2 separate regions of the Mus musculus genome follow, and region 2 is linked to region 1. A link is a contact called in public HiCAR-type data. All regions are on one chromosome and are shown on one strand. The core of a region is the stretch at or near the end of the contact, and the rest is flanking DNA. Distances in the headings are between cores, read along the strand shown. Region 1 overlaps Phf14 (PHD finger protein 14). Region 2 holds the start of Tmem106b (transmembrane protein 106B).

Evidence for each region. HiCAR-type assays count read pairs that join an accessible place to other places.
Region 2: a contact with region 1 is called in a HiCAR-type map of astrocytes, with 4 times the contacts expected there. The contact joins the promoter of Tmem106b here to the enhancer-like site in region 1. A contact is called at or near these places in 6 of 39 promoter capture datasets (the 3T3-L1 cell line, hippocampal neurons, liver and 2 more) and 1 of 115 datasets of contacts at active chromatin or transcription factors (astrocytes).

Annotation. Positions count from the first base shown.
Region 1 is chr6:11,994,149-12,001,589 of GRCm38.p6, forward strand. Phf14 (PHD finger protein 14) reads left to right here. Exons shown (of 18, transcript NM_001168382.2): 14 at 2,878-3,046. Among named protein-coding and RNA genes, the nearest start is that of Phf14, 72 kb to the left of the region's middle. Within about 2 kb of position 4,348, at least 18 of the 459 cell types and tissues checked have an H3K27ac peak or open chromatin away from gene starts, as enhancers often do. A contact at or near this core is called in astrocytes, where this site is marked.
Region 2 is chr6:13,064,401-13,071,546 of GRCm38.p6, forward strand. Tmem106b (transmembrane protein 106B) reads left to right here and starts at 5,359. Exons shown (of 9, transcript NM_027992.3): 1 at 5,359-5,560; 2 at 5,908-6,014.

The DNA.
Region 1 (7,441 bases), core at 3,098-5,597:
ACAGGGCCGCCCTCCTCCTCAGCTTCTTCCAGCTTTTCCCTAATTCAACCACAGAGGTCAGCAGCTTCTGTCCATTGGTTTGATACAGATACCTGCATCTGACTCTTTCAGCTGCTGGTTGGGTCTTTCAGAAGGCAGTCATGATAGACCCGTTTTTGTGAGCACTCTACCTCAGTAGTAGTGTCAGGCCTTGGGGTTTCGCCTTGAGCTGGATCCTACTCTGAGCCTATTGCTGGACCTCTTTTTCCTTGGGCTCTTCTCTATTTTTGTCTTTGTAGTTCTTTCCTACAGGAGCAATTATGGGTTAGAGTTAAGCTGACATCATATTAAATGGAGAGGTACTTGAAGCAGTCCCACTAAAATTGGGGACAAGACAAGAATGCCCTCTCTTCCCATATTTAGTCAATATAGTATTCAGAGTTCTAGCTAGAACAATAAGACAACAAAAAGAGATCAAGGGGATACAAATTGGCAAAGAAGTGAAGGTATCACAATTTGCAGATGATATGATAGCATACATAAGCGACCCCAAAATGTCTACCAGAGAATTTCTACAGCTGACAAACAACTTCAGCAAAGTGGCTGGATATAAAATTAACTCAAATCAGTAGCCTTCCTTTATACAAAGGATAAACAAGCTGAGAGAGAAATTACCGAAACAGCTCCTTTCACAATAGCTACAAATAATATAAAATATATTGGGGTAACTCTAACCAAACGAGTGAAAGATCTGTATGATGCTATTGTTTGTAGGCTTATTCATTTAGGACACAATGACATTATGTTCAAAAAACAAAACAAGAACCTAACAGTTCACAATTTTTCATAATTTTGTTTTCCTGGCAGATTCTCTTCAGAGTATATTTACCATGTGAATTCTTCCATTGTTATTTACTGGTGTTTTGAGATAAATATATAGCAGTTTAGTTTATTATTCATTGTATTTTGGTGTTGATTTGTTAATCTATAAAATACCTTTAGTTGTGCTAGGAACATACCTGTAAGAATATTTAGTTAGAAAGTAACATTTTGATTTTTCTTTCTCAGTTCCTTTTCATGTTAAAATTTTTTGTTACCATTGTACTTAAATAGGAGTTTAAAAGTAAATCTACATTTTACATATTTACTTACATTGTTTCAGTTAATATGACTGCATCAGCCAAAAAAAAAAAAATACTTTGTATTTATGTTGTGGAATTTAGGATTTAAAAACCTCAGGATTTTTTTCATTAATTTATTCACTTTACATCCAGATCGCAACCCCCTCCCTCCTCTCCTCCAAGTTCTAGTCTCCCATTCCCTTCTCCTCCCCTCCAGATCTCCTCCAAGTTCTAGTCTCCCGTTCCCTTTCTCCTCCCCTCCAGCTCTCCTCCAAGTTCTAGTCTCCCATTCCCTTTCTCCTCCCCTCCAGCTCTCCTCCAAGTTCTAGTCTCACATTCCCTTTCTCCTCCCCTCCAGCTCTCCTCCAAGTTCTAGTCTCCCATTCCCTTTCTCCTCCCCTCCAGCTCTCCTCCAAGTTCTAGTCTCCTGTTCCCTTTCTCCTCCCCTCCAGCTCTCCTCCAAGAAGAGGAATCCCCACCTTGGGTACCAATCTGGTCTGGTATATCAAGTTGCAGCAGAACTAAGTGCAAACTCTCCTGCTGAGACCTGACAAGGCAGCCCAGCTAGGAGAAGGGGATCCAAACACTGGCAACAAGAGTCGAAGTCAGACAGGACCCCTGCTCCAGTTCTTAAGCAATCCATAGTTGAAGACCAAGCTACGCATGTGCTATATATGTGTAGGGGCCTAAGTCTAGATAGTGTGTGCTGTTAGGTTGGTGGTTCAGTCTCTGGGAGCCCTCGTGGCCCCAGAATAGTTGGCTCTGTAGATCTTCTTATGTGGTGGTCCTCGATTCTTCCAGCTCCAGTAATCCTATCCCCCACTAGTTTCCAAGACACCCTGAGCTCCGCCTAATATTTGGCTGTGGGTCTCTGCATCTGTTTCCATCAGCTGCTGGATGAAGCCTCTCATATGATAGTTACGCTAGGCTCCTGTCTGCAAGCATGGCAGAGTATCAATATTGTCAGGAGTTGGCTCTCTCCCATGGGTTTGGGTATCAGGTTAGGCCAGTCATTGGTTTGCCATTCCTTCAATCTCTGCTTCATTAAAGATCTCAGATTAAAGAGTAAAAGTAAGCTTAATCTAAGTCTATAGTATTGATATATCAAAAATAAAAAATTTGATAGAATGAATTAAGTGTTAAATGTTTAGAGATGTTTGAATTTTAAGTTACATTTGAAAGTACACATATCAGCGCATAAAGTAAATATCATAAAAATAATTTAATATACTACAAACCAGACTTTTGGAAAACTACTTATTAATCCTTTTAAATTATATTTTATTAAGGATTTACTTGGCCTACTGAGTAAAATGACTATCTTCCCCAAAACTCAGCAGATCTTTTGTAGAGTTTTCTCCAGATGGTATATTCAACACACTGTCATTAAATAAAATGCAAAGGTATGGTAAAGGAGTAAAAGAATGAATATCCCTAAGAAACTTTTCAGTATATGTCACCTTCAAAAGAAAGGCATCATTTCCAAAGTAAAGATACCTTCTTAGTCAGTGATCTGTGACTTGTGTTGGTTCACAACAGCATTGTTACATATGTTCTTGTAATATGTGTATACACTGAATTGCTTTTTATAATATAGCCATGGTAGTCATTCTTACAAGAGTAGAGGTATCTTTCTGTTTGTCATTACCACACTACCTGTGTGTATTTGAGTATGTCCGTATTCATGTATGAATACTTTTTTATATTTATAGGAATTATACTTAAAATCAGAAGATAAGAGATCTATAACCTTAATTTTTCATAAAAATTTATTCAGGCAATGCTCAGAGTGTGACCAGGCAGGGAGCAGCGACATGGAAGCAGAGATGGCCATGGAAACCTTACCAGATGGAACAAAACGATCAAGGAGACAGATTAAGGAGCCAGTGAAGTTTGTGCCACAGGATGTCCCACCAGAACCCAAGAAGATTCCAATAAGAAACACGGTATTTATTCTTCATTTATTGGTCTCAGTGACATCCCAATGTAAAAACTTTACGCAGATAAAAGGTTTATAGCATAAACATACACTTTGAAGTCAATCAAGTGTTCATATTGCTCTTAAGTATTTCTATGAAATCAGTTTTCTATGTTATATAGCGTATTATATTTAACTGAAAATCTAGTTTGTAGGTTCAGGTAAAAGCCTAATACTGATCACCAGCCTAATCAATGCTCCACTAAAACACACAACATTCCTGAAGCCTCCCTCAGCAAGTTTACCTGTCGAGGTTGCCTTTCATCTCTGCTTTATCTCAGTCCTAACCTTTCCCTTTGTGTTGCAAACCTGTGTGCTGTGTGCTCGTGAACAGCATTTCCTTTGTCAAGTTTGAGTCTTTGTGAATTGAGGAGCCAAACTCTTTCTCTTTGGTCACCTGAAAAAAAAAATTTTTATTTACATTTCAAATGTTATTCCGTTTCCTGGTTTCCCATCTACAAATCCCTGACCACATGTCTCTTCCCCCTGCTTCTATGAGGGTGCTCCCCTATGTATCTACCTGTCTGTTTCTCCCAAGTGCAAGATTACAGGCGTATGCCACCGCCACACCTGGTCTGAGCTCCTTCCCCTTTGATGCTATTCTGTGTTACCAAAATGTTGTTTTCCCCAGTGCCCTCTGAATAGTGTTTGTTAGACATTACTGTGATGGTTTCACTGAGAATAGCCCCGGTGTGCTCATATGTTTAAATACATGGTCCTCAGTTGGTAGAACTATTTGGGAACGATTAAGAGGTGTGGTCTTGCTGTGTCATAGGATGTAAGGAGGACAGGCTTTGAAGTTTCAAATACCTTGGCTTTTATGTTTTTTTTTCTCTTCAAACTATTCATTTTGTATTTCTTTTTGCCCATTTTCTGTTTTTTATTGTAGACCTGCCTAAGAGTGATTACTGATAGTCATGTGACACCTCAATACTAGTCTGTCCTTAAATCTCTTCTGCCAAAGAACTTAGACCATTACTCTTCAATTTAGCCAGGCAGTTTCTAAGGACAAGAGCAGAAGGCACTCTCAGTGTTCCTCTCTCCCTCCTGTTTGGCTGTTTTGAGAAGTGAGGTCTCAGCAATGAGACGTGCTAGAGTCATGGATATCAGCTATGGAGAGCTACAAACAGGAAGCAAACCAGCCCAAGAGAGAGATTTATCTTACAGGCAGCCAGCATAGAAGAGGAGAGCCAGCTGAGCCCTCCGACATTGGACAAAGGAACTGCACGACTTGAAGTTTGCTCTTCTGGGTACCAGTCTTTCTTGGGGCCAATCCTTCCTCACTGTGGCCTTGTAACTCCCTCTTGGCATGACCGAGCATATTCTGCACCATTATACGTTGGAAACTTACAGTTTGTATTTTGATTTTTATAGAAAGTTACAGTTAAGAGAATGCCTTAAGCTGTAGGAAAGAATTTGGACTATGGGCTTTTAACCAGTGTTGTGGCTCAGGAAGTGTCAGGACCCATTTGCTGCTTTTTTGAAGCAGAGGAAAAAAAAAAAGAAAGAAAAATTCTGCCTCCCAGGCAGGACAGGGCCTGTTGGCAGATTTCCTGGCCTGCTGAGGCATAGAGGGATAAGAGGAGCTGCAGGCTCAAGGCTCGGGGCTGACGATTCTATTGACCTTGGTGGAAGGAACAGAGACGTTTCTGGAATGCGAACAAATGTCTGTGTACATTTTACCAAAATTGTTTCTGTTAGCTTGTGGTTTTGCTTCCCATGATACTATAGTATAAGAAAGCTATGAGAAATACACTTGCTGCTAGTATGGTATTAACCAAGCAGACCTCCCATAACTTCGTCTTGCATGTTCTATCTTTCCTGTAATCATCCTCACTCCCCCTCAGAGGACTGTTTGACTTCCCCACAGGCTGAACCAGTTCAAGGAATACCATGGGGACTTTCAAAGTTGGACAGAGTGCATTTTTTGTTTGTTTTATGATATAGCCATGAGACTATGTGGGTCTAAGAATGGAATGTAGTAGTTATGAATAAGATGTTCCTCATAAGTCTTGGGCATTTGAGTACTGTATTTCTAGTCAGTGAATGTTTGAGAAGGCTAAGGAGGTGTGGCCATGGCAGATGAGGCATGTCACTTGGGCCGGTAGAGGTTCCTGTTATCCATAGTGAAATATTGTCAAAGTTAAGAGAATGTTTCAATGTTAACTTTGAAAAAGCTGATATTAACGAAGAAAAGAAGGGGACTGGAGAGTTAGCTAAGTGGTCAGGAGTGCTAGCTGCTCTTGCAGAGGACCTTGGTTTAATTCCCAAGACCTATATGGTTGCTTCAAACTCAATCTCATGGCTCTTGGGCCTGTTCTTTTATTCTATTATGCTGACTTTCCAAGCAGAAGTACTGGTAATGATTCTAGATACTTCTTCATGCTTAGACCATATATGCTTGTAGCAGCTTAATCACTACCACATTCTGCTAGTTCAGCAAATGGGTCATTCAGTGGCACAGGAGGAGTAGCTCGGTATGTGGATATCAAGAATGTTGTCTTTTTTTGAAAGGAGCTTTGTTGAACATTAAAGAAATTGTCAGTTAATATCTTACCATGAAATACCAAGCCAATACCTTGATTGTGGATATCTCAGCCTGAAAAGCACTAGAGAGTGGATAAGATATAGGGGTAAAAGCAAGTTTGGAAAAACTCCTAGGAAGTAGTAAGTGCTTGCTTAGCACAGGAGGGGTCCCCTAGACAGTGGCTTCCCGATTCCCGGACATTCTGCTGTTTTTCTTGCTTTCTGGGATGATGATATTCTTACCCATACTTCCAAGCTGTGCTTATTATGTAAGACATTAAGTGATTAAGTAAATTGCTGGTGGTTTTATATACATGTATGTGTACAGCAGTGGCTTGAAGGTTTACTGTGTGCCTAGAAGTCATCTTTATTGTACATCAAAGTGGTGAACCTAGAAGGTTATTTAGCTCTTTTGCCTTTCTGGAGATCCAGATGGATCTTTATCACCCTTTCCATGTAATAATTAGTGAAGTTTCTCATTCCTCATTCCTTTATAATAATTAATAGAAAGGATAAGTGAATAAAAAACTAAATAACTCTGGTATCTTGTCATGGATAATATGTTTATTTTAGGCCTGTCGATGTCCTCTTCTCTTTAGTGATAGAAGCTTTACAAAGGGATTCCTCTCATTAGACAAGTTGGCAAGGAAAGCCTAATTTATTTCAGTTCAATTAGGTAATATTTAACCTCAAAGTGGAGAGATACATGATAGGAATGAAAATTAATTCAACTACTATGAAATCCGGTGTCAGAGTAGCTGAAAACCTAAAGCTCTCACACAATCAGCTCTTCTGCTTACAGTGCTTTTTGTTGTGGTTGTTCTCAGATTGGCTGGTGGAAGGATATGAAAGCCACAATACAGCAAATTAACTCATTACATTTTGAGGATATACATTCATCCAGTTGATTTTTACAATTCTTTTTAACCTTTAAACTTGAGGGAAAAGATTTTCAAGGTTGCTTGTACATGAGTTTCTCTAGATTGTAATCCTAATTAACTTTAAATGAGTATTTGAGAGAAAGTACTTCTAATTTAGAATGTGCAGTGAAATTTGTTATAACGTTTTGATACTAAATTTATACCCAAAGTAACTATCATTATGTCTGCTCTAAAGACTTTTACCTATATAAATTTGATAGTTATATTTTTAAGAATCTTGCCTATTTAAGTCATATAAATATTATTTTAAGATGTAAATACGATTTTTATTATCAAATAGTCACTGTTGAACTTCCCTTTTAACTTCTGTGACAGGGTTTCCCATAGCCCAGGCTGCGCTCAAACTTATTATGTAGGCAAGAAATCGAACTTTTTGAGTATCCTGCTTTAAGTCTCAAGTTCTGGGATTACCGATGTGTACCACTGCTTACTGCTTAAAGGTAGTGGAATTTGGGGAATGAAGGCTAGTAATGAGGTGGACTATAAAGTCTCATGTAATACCCAACTTTGTTTATGTTTATTTAGAACATCAGACAGTCTGTACATCAACCCCTCAAATCCCATGCTTTAACAGTGACTTTCTTTTTTCCCTCTTGACATCTCCCAAACTGGTGCAACTATTGCTCTGATTTCTTTTTCAAATACTTGAAGTTTTTGTCACAAGTCTTTTACTTGTTTGTTTAGAGTTACTCCAAGATATATTATTTGAGTCTATTGTGAAAGGTGTTATTTCTTTATATAGTAGGGCTACTGAATTTTTTTTTTTTTTTGAGTTAACCTTGTATTAAACTACTTTGCTGAAAGTGTTTATTGGCTTTAGGAGTTCCCAGCTATCACTTTTACAGTCACTTATATATACTAACATATCATCTGAAAATAATGATACTTTGACTTCT
Region 2 (7,146 bases), core at 4,109-6,608, 1.1 Mb after region 1:
ACATAAGACCCATCAAGTTAAAGTTCAATATAAACTTATGCCTAAAATATTTTGAGTCAGAGTTGACCACCAGACCACTCACTACACTTGTGAATGAGCGCATTGTGGTGTGTGTGTATGTGTGTATGTGTGTGTATATGTGTGTGTGTATGTGTGTGTGTATGTGTGTGTGTGTATGTGTGTGTGTATGTGTGTGTGTGTATGTGTGTATGTGTGTGTGTGTATGTGTTTGTATGTGTGTATGTGTGTGTATGTGTGTGTGTATGTGTGTGTGTATGTGTGTATGTGTGTGTATGTGTTTGTATGTGTGTATGTGTGTGTATGTGTGTGTGTATGTGTGTGTGTGTATGTGTGTATGTGTGTGTATGTGTTTGTATGTGTGTATGTGTGTGTATGTGTGTGTGTATGTGTGTGTATGTGTGTATGTGTGTGTGTGTATGTGTGTTTATGTGTGTGTGTGTGTATGTGTGTATGTGTGTGTGTGTGTGTGTGTGTGTGTGTGTTTTCTTTATAAAGCTCCCCTGAGAAATGTTTGTTGTCTTAGTTCAGATATTTCTGAGCTGTACTTCTGATCTAATCAGTATTAGGGTGTGCATACAATAAACCATCCCTGTCTGACTGAGATCGGTGTTCATTCGTATGGTTTGTAGTGCTACTCTCAGCCCTCAACAATATATTTTAATTCTTTATTTGGACAAAATATCTGCTATTCCAAGTTTAAAAAAATTATTCATGCCACAGTGGTGAATAACATGTGCTTTTCTGATTTCTAGTTATACAATTTGATAGCTGTGTGTTCATATACAAGTTACATAACCTAGAATCTTCTATCTTCTTTTTTTCTTCTGATGTGTGCATGTTTATAAGTATGCAGGGATGTGTGTATGGAAATTTGGGACAATACAGGGTTTCTTTTTCAAACATTCTCTACCATAGCTATAGTAAGATAGGATCTCTCACTGAGTCTGGACCTCACCAATTTGCCAGTGAGCACCACTGATCCTTGCATCTCTGTTTTCCAGAGCTGAGATCACAAATACCAACCTCTAGGCTTAAATATTTAATGTGTGTTCTGGTGAATTGAACTAGTTTCTTCATACTTATGGAACAAACACTTTACAGACTGAGTGATCTCTCCCGTCTTTAGTTTCTCTGTTTAAAATAAAATTCAGATAATAATAGAATGTAATCCAAAGACTTCCCATAGAAATTAAAAAGAGATGAACTGAAATACTTCATATACTGCATGACACAACAAACTCATTCATTTATTAAACATGACCTATTTTGTAACATTTTTTCACTAACTTATTATGACAAAGACTCTGTAAAAGTTTAAAATCAATAAAGTTAGTTATTGGTTTAAACATCTTAATACATACAGAGAAATTTGCCTCTCTAGGTTTGAAGCAATGAAGATGTAAGTCAGGATATACAGAAGATTCTTATGCTAAAAATGGTTTCTTAGGGATGTGAACCAAAGGCTCAAAGGGATGAGATGTTTGCAGAATGTAACAAAGGATATTGAAGAGAGGAAACACAAAGGTGTAGTCACAGAACCAAGAACTTGCTATCAGTGAATGTAGGGCAAATGACCACAGGGAATAATACTTTTGCTATGTATCTGGGAAACTATCACAGGAATTCAGCCAGAAACACTCCAGTTCTTTAACTTCTAATTTTCTATTATAGAAGGTTGAGTAAAATAAGCCACACCAAAAAGACAAAAAGAAAATTCTTTATATACACAGAGTATAAGTTTGTGAGTGCATCTATAAAAATAATTAAACTCAGTTTGCTAATGTTACCCAGCCAGCTTGAAACTTAAAAGTGCAGGCTACGACAGACCTGCATACTAACAATAAACCATATACTTCAGAACGATTGAGAGAGTAAATTATGAATTATTTGTCTGTTTATAAGTTTTAGCAACAAATTTCTAAGGAAGTGACATTTGAAATTTGGCTGCCAGCTGTTAATATGTGGGTGAGTCTCATTCAAGGAAATTATGAGAAACATGGAAGGAACATGCATGTTTTGAAGATTTAACCTAGCATAGAAGAATACCTTATTTCAACACCCACGAAAAAGAGGTTTAATCAGATCACAACTTCTGTTCAGTTACCTCATACTATTTAAAACATTGTTTCTAATATCTAATAGCATGTAGACTGACATGGATCTCAAAATTTCAAAGAAAAAGTTGTTGACATTTTCCAAAATTTTTCTTTTAAAATATTCTTTAATGATTAAAAAAAGAAGAATTGGAGAAAGTCTGTCTAGCATTAAAGATCTATCTTTAAAATACTTTACTGTTTGTGGATAAAAACTTTGTCACAATAATATCTAATTGTTGTGTTTTATAAAAATATAAAGAGAAGGAATATGTTTGGTGGAGGTAAGGTAGGTGTGGGGGAAGGAGGTGCCTCTGCAGGGCCATGCTGAGGTATTGCTTCCCCTGGAGGGACCAGCCATGCAATGTATTCAGGGCATGGGGAGGGGAGTTGAGACAGAAAAAGGTAGGGGAAGAGAGAGAGAAAGAGAGAGAGAGAGAGAGAGAGAGAGAGAGAGAGAGAGAGAGAGAGAGAGAGAGAGAGAGAACAAGAGTAGAGGCTGTGACCACTTGCAGAGAGAGGGGAAGGGGAATGCGGAGCCTGTGTAAAGGCCAATGGGCAGAGCTAGAGCAAGAAGGCAAGAGAGAGAGAGAGAGGAGGGGACAAGCAGCCCCTTTTATAGAGTCAGGCACACCTGGCAACAGGTAACTGCGGGGCAGAGCCTGACAAAATGCCAACACTAACAGCTGCTATACTTACAACCTTTTAAAACAAGCTCCAACAGGGCCATACCTTCTAATCGTGCCACTCCTTGGGCAGAGCATATACACACCATCACATTCTGCTTCCTGGCCCCCATAGGCTTGTCCAAACATATGAATCTATGGGGGCCATACCTAAACATAGCATAATAAAACCATCACAGTGTATGAGCATGTAACTGAGGCACTATAGAAAAATAATATAGAAAGACAGGTGTAATTATGGAGGTGGGGGAAAAGACCCTTACTCTGGAGGCTAGTTGGAGTCTGTCTTCAGTTGAGAGTTAAGGATTCCAGCATAATTAACACTTACTGTGATGTTGCAGACATAGAAACAATACTCATTTTAAAACTGTAAAAATAACAACAAAAACAAAACACCCAATAGAAAGAGTGCATAAGACATCATGTATGTTCTCAGTCCTTGATATTTTAAGAAGCTTTCACAAACGTGTCTTTTTTTTTTTTTTTTTTTTTTTTTTTTTTTTTTGGTAAACTTTTATCTTAACTTTCTGCACCCCTAGGTCGCTTTACATTGTGAGTTGTAATCCTATTCAAGACTCCACAGGAGCTCTAATCCCATTTACGTTCCTTAATGAACCTTTAAAGATTACTGAAAACCCACCCCAAAATGTATGTGTGGCTACTATAAAGACAATGAAGTGTGATTCTCTCTTGAGGAGCCCACAGCCATGTTCTCAGATGAGATTTATACATTCTCTGAGTCCCTTTCATTTCTATTTAAGTCTATGCTTAAACTCTATGTTTAAATGCCTTTTAATACACATCAAGTGGGCTTCATATTGGATCTTATTGAAGGGAAGGAAGGCTGTTCTCACAGCAAGTTTTAGGGCAACTAGTGTGCAACCCAAGGAACCACATCTCAAAAGCAATCATTTTATCAAGTGCACTGCTGGTGTGACTTAATCAGGTATTTAGTTTATGTGTATTTAGTTTCCTTGCAGTGGTTTGAATAGGAACAGCCTCTGGACCCTGAGTGTGAAGGATTGGCCCAAAGGGAGTAGCACTATTAGGGAGGGTGTGGCTTAAATGGAGGAGGTGCTGACTAGGGAGAGGGCCTTGGGGTCTAAGGAGCTAATTCACTTCCCTGCTGTCTCTGATGTCGAACTCTAAGCTCCTCCAGTATCATGTCTGCCTGGTTGCTGCCATGTTTCCTGCCAGGAGCATAACGGGCTAAACCTCTGAAACTGTAAGCCAACCCCAAATAAATGTATTCTTTATAAGAGTTGCCATGGTCTACTTCGAAGCTATTGTTAACTCTATTGAAATCCTAAGAAACTGGTTACACACTGCACACAACTTTACTTTAGAATTCTCATTATAATTTAGGATGAATCTCACAGAGTGAAATTGCCGGACCTAAGGAGGTGAATGTTTTAAATAGTCTTAAAACATCCTGCTTATGTAGATGGAAAATACACAGCTCTCACCTCAAAAGGACAAAGAGTTTATTCTAAAGCCAATATGAGGAACCATGACCTGAAAACAAAGACTTGGGCTATTCCAAATACCAATGTCCCAATGTGATAACAATTTCATGAAACTTTTATATACATAGAAGATGGTCATAAATCAAAATACTTTCCAAATACATACAAGGCAGTTTAGAAGAGCGGGACAAAATTGGGAGCTCCTCGCCCAGTGCAGTTGCTTTTTTCCAGTAGAGAAGGAAAAAAAAAAAAAAAAAAAAGAAAAAGAAAAAAAAAAAAAAACACAATTAAGAGATGCTTACTTCCCAGTTATAACTCTGTTAATTTTCTAGGAATTTCACCAGAAACCCCATTTATAGGGAAGCTATTAAACTCCTTTAGCAACCGCATCTGTTCTTGCTTTCAATTTTATCTTATTATAATCCCATCCAGGAATCTTATGAGCCACTTAATACATCTTGATTATCAGGAAGACAGAAAAGAGGTCATAACAACCTTTGACTATAACACTGGCGAGCCACTAAAATGAGCCACTGTAGCCTCAACTCACTGTAAATTATGACTGGACAATGAGGTGCATGGATTGGGACACTCCTTTAACAACTCACTTGGTCATGAGCTTTGGGGTACAACTCTTATTGCATGCACTGAATAATGTGAATTTAAGTACAAAATCAAAACAAGATTAAACCAAGGCGGGGGCGGGGGTGCGTCTTCCCGGTGACATTAATTTCTAAATGAAAACTCAATAACAAAATTCTGGCCTGCAACTCTGCCAGAAATGTGCACCAACCGGCTCATTCTAACCCCAGGAAGGAAGTTTTGTGTCTGCAAATCTAGACTTGAGAACACGATCGCTCAAAATTGCGACGGTGCACATTCCTCCCCTTTACAAAAGGAATCAGCCTGGTGGAGGGGAAAAGGGAAAACCGATTATTCGTAAGCCAGGCGCAATTAGTACTATTTTGAAACTTTCCAGTCTAGAGAAGAGACAGGTGACAAAACCAGAAGCTTTCACCCTGGCAACTTCCCTTCAAACCGGTGACAGTGCGCATGCGTAGTGTCCATTCCAGGGCCTAGCCCCTCCTTCCTGGGGCGAACTGCGCAAGCGCACGCGCAGGCTCTCCCGGTACGGAGCTCAGCTGATGCAGTTGTTGTGCTACCCCTCCCCCGCAGCTCTCCCGGCTGCACTCTACCGGCGCTCGGCCCGGCCCCGGGACCGGGACGCTGTGACCCTGTCCTGCGGCCCGCACGCACCGGAGCATCCCGGGACCGCGCAGCACTCCGCGTGCGGGTGAGCGACCCGGGCCGTGGGGCCCACGTCCCCTGCCCGAGCGGTGAGGGAGGCCGCGGCGAGCCGGGTGCGGGGTTGTCACCGCGGGGGCCTTGGCTTCGCTCCCGGGGTGGCTCGGGCGGCGCCAGGGCCCTTGATCTGAGCGGCCGAGTAGCTCTGGGGCTTGACAGTTGTAGTTGCAAGGTGACTCGGATGTTGATTTCTTCCGGGGGTTTGTTTGCCTGTGATGCCCTTTGAAAAGCGCTCGTTTCCGTCTCCCTTGAGCCCCTCAGAACTAACCCCAGGTCTGCACACAAACAGGTGACACATCTCAGTTGCATGCGCTGCTGAATTTATCTTTTTCCCAGTTTCTAGAGCATCTGAGAACCGTGTTGAGTTCACAAGACCGCGGTATAAACATTGAGAGCCCGGGGAGGAGACGAAGGGGATCTACCACTCCCTTTAAAAACCTCAAGTAAGTTTCCAAAATGACAGGGGTTACACTTGTCAATAGCCTCAAGAAAAGCTAAGCAAGAAGGCTAGGATTCAAGTGACTGCTTAATCTGGTGTGTACCCAAACCCACCTTCAGCAGAATATGTCAAGGTTACTGTGGGTCTGAGTAAGGCAGCCAGCGGAGACCAGAACCACTTAGCTGTCCCTAGCCTTTTGCCATAAAGGCTCCCATTTGTGGGACACAGTTTTCACCCCTGTGATGACACCACGTGTTGTCTAGTGTCAGCTGATTCTAAACCACCCTGTGTACTCCAAAGCTTCCAAGGTCACAGTGTAAGGAGCCGGTACTGATTACAATTCACCCCTGTGCACCTGTGGCTGCCAAGTGTTGGCTTGGCTCTGACTCGCTGTCATTGAGCCACAGTAAGATACTGTGTGTGTGTAAGTCACAATCACTGATATTTCTGAGCTATGGTACACAGTGTGTACACAGAACTTCTGAAAGTATATTTATTCATTTTTTTTTACTCCTTTTCTATATGACTCAAGTTTTTAAATTTAATATTGCTGTCTACACAGTGAGTGAATTCAACAAGTAGCATTCAGATTTTGAAAAGCAGATATGAATTTCCTTCATCTGGGGTGACCTGAATCACTTAGTATCATTTTATTTTTTAATGAAAAATATTAAATTAAAAGTAGTATCTGTGATTGTGTAGTTCGTATTTTGAATCTGATAAGTGATGGATAACCGCAGGGAGAATGGAATTGTACCATTTAAAATTTTTGTTTGCTTTTTCTATTATTTTGTCTCTCAGAAAACCGGCATGTTGTATTATGTGGCTTTTCATGTTCTTTTCAGTCATGTACTTCTAGGGTTTTATTGACAACTAAAGGAGTATGAATTTAAGTGAGTGAAATGAGTCACTTTGAAGTTAGCTGGTGATATACATATCTGTTGTAACAGGCCAACAAGTTCACCTGCAGTGCCAACTGGTTTATAGTTAAAATATGTTTTTCTCTACAAAAAACTAAAACCATATTTCTGTTTTGAACATGCTAAGAAAGCCTAGCATCTCCATTGACACTGTAAACTTTTGCCAACTGTTACCATTTTAAACATTGTTCACATTACAAGTCTTACAGGATTTGG